2 separate regions of the Rattus norvegicus genome follow, and region 2 is linked to region 1. Evidence: chromatin contacts called from public Hi-C data. All regions are on one chromosome and are shown on one strand. Each heading gives the region's core, a stretch centred on a gene start, on an enhancer-like site or on the middle of the called end of the contact. The rest is flanking DNA. Distances are from core to core; before and after follow the strand shown. Region 1 overlaps Pacrg (parkin coregulated). Region 2 holds the start of Cahm (colon adenocarcinoma hypermethylated).

Evidence for each region. A called contact is a pair of places that touch in the nucleus more often than the background predicts.
Region 2: a Hi-C map of the A7r5 cell line shows a contact between it and region 1, with 10 times the contacts expected there. The contact joins the promoter of Cahm here to the enhancer-like site in region 1. A contact is called at or near these places in 6 of 12 Hi-C or Micro-C datasets (the A7r5 cell line, Schwann cells, frontal cortex and 2 more) and 1 of 1 datasets of contacts at active chromatin or transcription factors (oligodendrocytes).

Annotation. Positions count from the first base shown.
Region 1 is chr1:52,521,262-52,525,839 of GRCr8, reverse strand. All of the region lies in intron 2 of Pacrg (parkin coregulated), which reads right to left. Among named protein-coding and RNA genes, the nearest start is that of Pacrg, 93 kb to the right of the region's middle. Within about 2 kb of position 1,994, at least 57 of the 93 cell types and tissues checked have an H3K27ac peak or open chromatin away from gene starts, as enhancers often do. A contact at or near this core is called in the A7r5 cell line, Schwann cells and prefrontal cortex, where this site is marked.
Region 2 is chr1:52,932,953-52,937,816 of GRCr8, reverse strand. Cahm (colon adenocarcinoma hypermethylated) reads left to right here and starts at 3,149. Exons shown (of 1, transcript NR_132441.1): 1 at 3,149-4,305. Qki (QKI, KH domain containing RNA binding) reads right to left here and starts at 2,392. Exons shown (of 8, transcript NM_001414465.1): 1 at 1,826-2,392. The coding sequence starts at 1,967.

The DNA of each region.
Region 1 (4,578 bases), core at 745-3,244:
TCTGACGAGTGAGTGAGTGAGCACATGGTTTTGTTAAGTTTCCTAGTTTACTGCCTCTTGGAGCACACTAAATGTCTGTAAACTACACAGATTTCCCATTTCCCATGGACACCTATGTCACAAAGTTCTCGATTGTCATTTCTTCATTGCTACTGTGGCCTCAGTCCTGTTCTTTGTGACGGGTTAGGAGAAGATAACATCTCTTCATCCTGTAGCATCCTTGGGTATTATACTCCAGGGTTACAGCCAGCATTCTCAGAATACTCAGACTTAAGGCATATCAGCGCAGTTATTATATATCGCTCTGGACATTTAAATTAACAGTTGATGCTTTCCAGTAACTTTTTATAAAGTACTGGGTCGCCAGATAATAACAAGAATATGTACACATTTATTTTTAAAGAACCTTCTGTCGAGTTGCATACAAGGCAGGCTGTGATATGATGGTCAGAAAAGACAGGAATGGGGCAGGCTGTATAGTTGATTCCTCCGACAAAGTGTGGGCAATGAGCATATTTTATATTTAGATTTGGTTTATTGAGGGGACCCTAAACTTTTTTTTTTTAAGTGCACATGAATCGTCTGGAGAAATCAGCGTCTAAAGTGATTAATTAGACCTTATTTTGTCCTGAACAGATTTACTAAGCATTTTTCAAATAGCCACAATGTTTGTAATTACCAGAATCACACCTCCATTGGCCAGCCTTGGTTACTTCATGCATGAACAACAATCTGATTGAGCACTCTTGTTAGGGTTTCATTCTGCGTTGTAATTAGCCATAATCATAGCCTTCCTGGGTGCATGAGAATGTGCAAGCAAGTATTCACGGACTCGGCCCATTTGAATATGAATCTTCTCAGTGAGGAGCAATAAAGCAGGAGAAACAAAACAGTTTCTCTAGGGAATCCAGTGAAGCATCTCTCCTCTGATTCTGCCCCCTTCAAAATGTTCTCCCTCCAGTCTCTGGATTCTATTTGCTAAAACAAGGGTGGCTTAATGAAGACAATGGCCTATTATCCCTTAAGTGACACAGGAGGGCCTAAGTATTACAGGCTTAGTTCTTTCAGTCTTTGCCAAGGACACAAGGAACAAAAGAACAAGCAATTGTGTGTGGGGAAGAGAATTCGGTCCAGGCTCCACTAGGGGACCACTCCAAATGAGATGGGGCCATGCTATTCTTACGCTCTGAGGAGGCTGGTGCATGCTGGCTTTCTTCTCTTTCTTCCCCTCTTCACCCCCTGCAAATGACTCAGGCATTACAGAAAAAGGCTCCAAGCAGCAGGGATTGAAAACAAAGGCTTAGTGGAGGAGGGGTGACATTTCTGATCCCATCCCAAGCACATTCAGAGTGAGCCACCTACTGGCAACTCCTCTCTTCCTTTTTTTTTTTTTCACGCTCTAATCCCCTCAACTCTTAAGGAAAGACCTGGGTAAACAGAGTAGGATCAGGCCACAAGTGTTTTTAGCCAAGAATGGAGGAATAAAATTCACAGGGAAAGCTTTCACAGCAGTATGGAGTCTTTGAGAGAAAACACAGTTTGGACCAGTTGAAGTATGACAAAATGTCAAACATGAAGGGTTGTTTAAAAGGCTGTGTGCACTGCACAGAAAATGAAAGATGACTCAAGTCTACTGAAAGATATCGACTGATAGATTCATGAAGATAAGTCAACTAATTGTTTAAACAGTTAAAACACACAAAATGGTTTTGTCCTTGAATAACTTTCAGTTCTTCAATGTATTCGTTTTTTGTAGTGTTTTGTTTACTTGTTTGTTTTTTGTTTCTGAGACATTCTATGCCACTAATAAAATATCTGAATTCTTTGTTGGCATTGTACCATGGGAAGGCTCAAGGGCTGTGATGTGACCCTAATCATTTTCTGACCACCTTACAGGTTTAGGATCTGCATCATCTTGACAAAGTGAGTCCTCGTAAGGCAACATGAAGCAATCAGCTACTGGAATTTCAACTTGTGGTCTCATGTGCATGCTCTATGCATGTATAACCATAGTTTAAGGGCTGAGTAAGCCTGTGACCATTCTTGGTATAGTATGGCAAACATTTTGGGGTTATTAGAAGTAGCCAAAGGCACTTCATAGAAGAGATCTGAGGCGGAAGTTGGACATCATGAGGAAAGGGGCCATGACAGGCACTATAACTGACGCTGAATCATGTCTTCTACCAGGGGAACACTATGAACCTGGTAAGTCCTCAGAGCCAGGGCCACACTCTCCTAAGAAGGGAGTCAGTGTGCTGAGGTGCTGGGGTCATCTTACCAACTGGGCAGCTGTGAGCATTTTCACAGATCTCTCATCATAAGCTGCATTCTCACTAACATGAGGACTTCTTCAGAACATGTCCTGATGGTCTCTCTAGTGGGGTTCTTAGCGTTTTTGTAGGCTGTTTTCTTGTTTAAGGCCACTTCATCGTTTTCATAGAATATTATGACAAACCTACTATACTTAAATTACTCTGAAAAGCACAAGAAGAATCTCCATGACTATTGACATTAAACTGAAGTCTGGCAGAGGCCACCATTCCTTATAATGTCTTCTTTGAAACAACATATTTTTATGTCATGTGCATTGGTGTTTTGCCTGTATGTACGTCTGTATGTGTGCATGCATGCATGTATGTCTGATATAAGGGTGTCAAATCCCCAGGAATTGGAGTTATAGATAGTTGTGAGGTACCATGTGGGTGCAGGAAATAGAGCCTGGGTCCTGTGGAAGAACAGCCAGGGCTCTTTACCCCTGAGTCATCTCTGCAGCCACTATTCCTAATAATTTCAAAACTGGAAATTACAATACAGCTATCACTGGCCATCTGCTCTGTGACTAGTAGACCTTGGATCTCCCAAGCCTTATGCCAGCCACAGTAGACGTGGCCACTATGATGCTATTATCCCCAAGGACATGGACAGTGGGAACCACAAAGATACTGCAGAAAATTAAAGCAGTGAAAGATTCAACAACTCTCGGGGACACAGAGCTAATTGACAGCATGTTTGTAATTAAATGGATGGATTGTGGTCAACTCTCAGAAGCCCATGTGAGGAGTCATTAGCTCCTGGGAATGGGTCTGCTCTGCTGGCTGTCCAGACATGAGGACTGAAATTATTTTTTGAGACTATGTAGGTGGAAGAGTCTGTTACTAACATAATCGATTATCAGTCACTCCTGGAGTTTTCATAAAGAAGAAGAAATGAGCTTTTACATCATTCACTTATGTACATACTAAATGCTCGTCATGTGAGCGGTACTATGCATAGTTAAGAAAGCAAAGAAAGGGGAACAAAACAAAAACTGAGTTGTTCAGAGTTCGGAAATGACATGGTCCCTTACTTCAAAGAATCAGCAAAACCCATGCAACGCAGATGCAAAAACAAATACAGTTCAAGGCATAAACTGTGCGGACAATCTTGCCAAAATTGCAATAAACACAGAGAGGGTCTTGAGTCTTAATTTATTTACTCTTCCCTGATCCTGGCCCAGAACGATACATGAGTATCATTTGCTGAAAGCAGTAAAGACAGAGGTTGAAAGCAATCATCTAAAATGAATATCCACCATAAATGTTGAGCAGAACATTTATGGATATTAGCTGATAAACAGTAATGTTTGCGGTGCTGTTTGTTGTCTGGGTCAGTTGGAGCCGGCGACTTAATCCTTTATAAAACTCTGTTAAAGATTCCTGTAAAATATCCCATTCTCTCCCCCTGTTGGTCAATAAGAAAGAGAACAGAGCTCTTTGTTGGGGAGAGATGCACAGTCACAACAGACAGGCACAGGGTCAGATTCAGAAGACCATCTTCGGTCAGCCACAGACTCAGGCTCACATAAAAGACAGAAGAGAGAAGACACACCGAGCACAGAGCAGAGATTCAAATCTGGGCTCACCCTGGTTAAATGGCTCCAAAGGGAAGTGTTTTGATTCAACACTGCTGCATTCTTGGAGACGCAATCACAAATGTGTTTAACCCATAAAATGTTTCTCTGAGGAAGTTTCCGAAAACACTTAACTGGAAAGGCCTTCCCAAATGCACACAGACACCATCCCATGGGTAGGGTCCCTGATTGAAGAAAGGAGCAAAGCAAAACAGCAATAAAACTAAAGACAAGAACAGAAGTTGGGGGGGGGCATCGAGACAGAGACAGGCAGAGACAAAGACAGAGGCACACACATACACAGAGAGAGAGAGAGAGAGAGACAGACAGACAGACAGACACAGAGAGAGAGAGAGACAGAGACAGACAGACAGACACACACACACACACACACACAGAGAGAGAGAGAGAGAGAGAGAGAGAGAGAGAGAGAGAGAGAGAACGAGCCCAAGCTAACATCAGTATTCCTCTTCTGCCTCTACTTCCTGACTGCAGATACAGTGTGACCAGCGGCCTGACAGGCCCACCAGCAGCAGCAGTGATCTTACTTGAACACATTGTACAATATATATATATATATATATATATATATATATATATATATATATATATATATGTATGTAATTTAAACACATTATCTGTAAAATCCTCAAATAAAGGGGTAATTAAAAGTAAGAGACACAAATATT
Region 2 (4,864 bases), core at 1,900-4,399, 410 kb before region 1:
TAAGGCAGTTATTTCTGATCAAGCTGAAAGAGAACCACTTGGGCAGCCTTTACAACTAATTTAAAAAACTCCTACTAGTTTTCTTTATAGCATATCCAAACTTTTTATAAGCTCCACTAAGTCACTTGCATATAGGAAGCATTTTAAGAATGTGCTTTAGTTCATTTTAAAGAAATTCTCCCTTGATTGAAGTTTTAAAAACTAAATTTTTCTTCAGAAATTTGATACTAATAGCACAAAAACCAATGCCAAGGAAGAAATATCAATGTATTAGGTGTTTTCACTCTAATCACATTTGTGGATGACAAATGAAGTCATCCAAAAATTTAAGTTTCAACTGCACCTAATATAGGTCAGATTATTAAGCAGACTACCCATTTTGTTCCAAATATTTCCAAGGTTAAAAAAAAATAACTGGCGCCCCTTAGCGCTCACTTTTGGAAATACTCAATTTAAGAACTCCAGCTTTTTTTTTTTTTTTTTTTTTTTTGGACATTCCAGAAAGTTTTCTGCCTCCACAATTTTTCAAATGCCAACACAAAAAAGAAAGGCAAAAACCCTTAAAGGGGCAGCTCAAGTTTTCTCCAAGGCAATTTAATACTAACAAATATGCTAACCCAACAGTAAAAAAGGCCTCTTTCAATGTGTTATGTTATGTTCATGGGTAATAGCTGAATAGCTGAATGTTTTCTGTTTTAAATAGTGCCCAAGGCTCCCCACCCAACAGAAGCTCTTAAAATAGTTCTTTAACCATCTTTTAGCTCGGAGTCTTTTGTTCTTCCCTGACACGCCAGCTCCCTAAGCACAAGATAGCCCCAACAATCTCTGAAATTTTTCGAAATTCTTCTAAAGATCCTAAAATCCATGTTCATCTGTCCAACATAGTTTTCCGCTTCCTTTAAACAGTCCACTCAGAGACTTTAAAAGAGAAGACCGAAAGTACTCGCTATTCGATTTTCAAAGCAGACTTGTTGGTCCTATCCTCCCCCCCACCCCGAACCCCGCCCCGGGCGTCCACATAAACCCACAGCTACTGGAAACTAACACTCCAGATCGCTGTTGTGCGAAGTTCCTAAAGAATTCCACAGCTAACCAGCATTAATCTTCCAGTCAGTCTTTGCTCCCCACAACGCTCCCAACTCGGCTTCTGCAAACTTCTGCTCTATTTTATCCCCGTCTTTTCAAACTTCCAGCTCCCCGCCCTGCAAACGCAGGCGGCTACGCCAGGAGCGAACCCTCCGCCCCAGTTCTTCCGAACTCGGATTCCGTTCAGGTCTGTCATCGCGGTATTTCGTACTCCTCCCCCACCACCACCACCACCGACTAAAAAAAAAAAAAAAAAAAAAAAAAGTGAAGTTAAACTCCCAAACAGTTCTCGCTTCCCCAAACAAAAGGACAAAAAGTGCTCTGCTCTGTCACTTCGTCCTCGCCTTCGGCCACATAAGCACTACTTTTCCGTACCCTACGTAATTCCTGAATATCTCGGGGTCCACTCGGGTACTGCGGGCCACACAACTCCACCGAAACGAGCCCGCTAAGCTGGGGCCCCGCGGGCGAGACCAGGCGGAGCTCGGGGACTCGTGTGGCCGGGCCGGGGCGGCCGGGATGGCCGGAATGGCGGGGAGCCTAGCCGCCCCGCCGTCGGGAGCCGGCCGCAGCCCCGCAGCCCCGCGTGCTCCCGGGTCCGCCCTCGGGCCTGGCCGGGCCCCGGCCCGGTCCCCGCCGCGAGCCGCCCGCGCCGCCTTTGTGCGCCCGCCCGCCCGCCCGCCTGACCTTCCCGCCGCCCCGCCATCCCGGGCCGCCGCGCCGGGTCCGGCCACCTCACCTTCGTCCAGCAGCCGCTCGAGGTGGTTGAAGATCCCGCAGAAGTTGGGCAGGCTGCTCATAAGCTTCTTGTCGTTCATCAGCTGCATCAAGTAATCTGGGGTGGGCTTCGGCTTCTCCTTCGTTTCCATTTCCCCGACCATATTCCAGGCTCCGCAGCTCACTCCGCCCGCCGCCGCCGCCGCCGGAGGAGAGGAGGGAGGGGCGGGGGCGAGCTCCGGCCGCCGGCCGCTCGGGACACCGCGTCCCGCTCCGCGCCGGCTCCCGCTCCGGCTCCCGCGCCGAGCCCCGGGGCGGCCGGCTCCGCGCGCCCGCCCGCCCCCCGCAGGCACTTTCGCCCGGCCCGACGCGCCGCGGCCGCCGCTCCTCGGCCGCCCGGCGCGGCTCCCCTCGCGAGGCCGGCGGCGGAGGCGGGTCTCGGGCCGAGCGCGGCGCGGGGCCGCTGCGCCGCGAGGAGCCGGGGGCCGCTCGTCGGCCGGTCGCGCCGCCTGCGCCGAAGCTCGCGAGTCTGCGGTGCTGTCCGCCGCGGCGCTCCGCGTTGCCGCCGCCGCCGCCGCGCTCCGACTGCGCTCCTCCTCTTCCTCCGCGGCTCTCCTCCTCCTCACTCACTTGGCGGCGGAGTTCGCCTCAGTTCAGGCGGCGCAGCCGGCGGCGGCGGGGGGAGGGGCGCGGGCAGGGCCGGGGGCGGGCGGCGGGCGGGGCCGCGCAGGGCGGCCGTTACGGGGCTGGGCGCGCTCCCGCCCCCCGCCGCCGCCCCTGGCCGCTCGGGCGGGACGGCCGGTGCAGGGCCCGGCCGCGGCGAAGAGGACGCGCGCCGGCGGTGGCCTGCGCGGGGCCCGGGTCGCGGCTGAGGGGGACGCGGGCGGCGGCACTGGCTCGTCGGCGCGCTGTTGCTGAGGCGGCGGGCGCGGTCGGGCGCGGCGGCTGAGAGGAATCCCGGCGGGACTCTCCGCGACGCGCAGCGCTCGCCGCCGCCCGGGCCTCGCGTCCGCGCGCGTTACTATAGTTTGGTTTTTTTTTTTTTAAACCTCTTCGTCCACCTTCCTCGCTACCCCTCAAAAAAAAAATTTTTTTTTTAACGTCCTGTTGCTTCACTGGGGACTCTCGGGTGGGCGTCACGTGTGCCGACACGTAGCCGTGAGGCTGAGAGCGCGTGCGCGCGTCGAGGGCTGTGGCCACGCCCCTTCCGAGGGTCGCTCCGCCCCACCGGGCGGAGAGCGCGCCGAGGGGGGAGGGGCGGGCCTGGAGCGCGCCTGCGTTGGGGTTGGGGAAGTGGGGGAACGATGGCCTGCGGACCGAGAAGCGGGGCGGAACGGTTCTGGCGCGGCGCCCACCTGGCGGGGCGAGGGACCCGACCGTCGGATCGCTTGGGGTGCTAGGTGGCGGTGGACTGAGTCGGCGTAGGCGCCCGCACCGCAGTGTCTTCCGCGGTGGGGACTCCAGCGAGGTTTCCCCTGGAGCCAGCGCCACGCGTGACGGGCCTCGCATCGCCGTGTGCTGCGAGGCGGCCCCGGACCGTGGGCGGAGATGGCACACGCGTGCGCACCCACGGGCGGGCGGGCTCCGTTCCATGCGGCGTGACGCGCGGTTCCGTTATCCTCACCGCAGGTTACAGTCCGGAGGTGGAGGCGGTGGCTCCTCGGAGGCGCGGCCGCTCGCTGAAGAAGCCTGTGTGAGCACACATTCGGGAAAACCAAGTAGTCAACACCTATTTCTACCTACTTGACAAAAATAAATAAATAAATAAATAAATAAATAAATAAATAAATAAATAAATAAATAAATAAATAAATAAAAATAAACGAAAGGCAGTGGGCCAGAAAAGGTGCTTCCTATGGGGGTGAGGGAGTTCTGAGGGTTACATTTGTTTCGGAAACAATGTTCTGAATTGCAGCAATGAAGTCCTGTGATTTATAGAAGCTGTCACTCACTAAATCTGCATCATCCCTGTTTTGTTGCAAGTTCTTTATAACGTGCCGTATTAAAATGTAGACAAGATTGTCAAATTAACCATTTTGAGAGTTGGCCCTGGCTATAATTTTCTGTGAATCATCTCACTGTATTTTAAATGTGAACATAAGCAGCGTTGTCGAATTGTTTTTTTTTTTTAAACTGCTTTACACAAATTCTAAAGAGCATTCCGAAGTTTGTGTGGTGCCAAAGGTATTTAAAGCAACTTTACTCTTGATTTCATTTAAAGACTACAGTTCGAGTTGGTTTTGGTTTTGGTTTTCTCGTTTATTAAATTAGTAGAGCAAATGATGGACAAAGTTAACGTGTAATTGAAATAACTTGAATTTTTCAACAATGACTATAGTAGTTCTAGATTATTCACCTAGTTATCTCTTTAAACAGTAAATTATGTAAAAGCATGGAATAATTTGATTAAAAAGCTGTTACTACGTTTTCTAAGTGTTGCTTCAAAACCTAGAAAAATTAGAAGTTTGTTCCTTGTATATTATTAAAAAATATTTGTCCCTGAATTATTTTTCATTGTCTGTGCTTGTGCAAGCAAAGTCCCCTTTGTAAGTTGATACACTTATAGGGCCTGTGCTAACTGCTCTACCTCTGTAGCTCAGTCAATCACAACAGTCCTGGGCCTGAGGTAATACTGGCATCCCCGATTTGTACATAAGAGGAAACCTCTGAAGAGGAAGAGGTAAACGGAATAATTTACCCAGCACTATATAGCTAATAAGTCCTGCTGGCTGTTCAAGTCCATGTATATTTTATACCAGAGTGCCCCCCCCCCAATTTTATCAACCTTATCCAGTAAATCCTTGGAATTCATGACAGTGTTCCATCATTTTTGACCCATAAAGTCCAACCACTTTTTATAATGTAGTTGAACCAAAAATAACTGTCAGGCAATATTCATTCACCATGACTTAATCCCTGGTGGACCCATCATTTGGAAATAGTTGCCATTTGGTACATTTTCAAGTACATGTGGATCTTGTCCCCTACTTACTTTTCCTGATTTCTCAGGTAAAGAAAAAATATCCTAAGAGTTTACCAAGACCTGCTAGGCCCCAAGAGA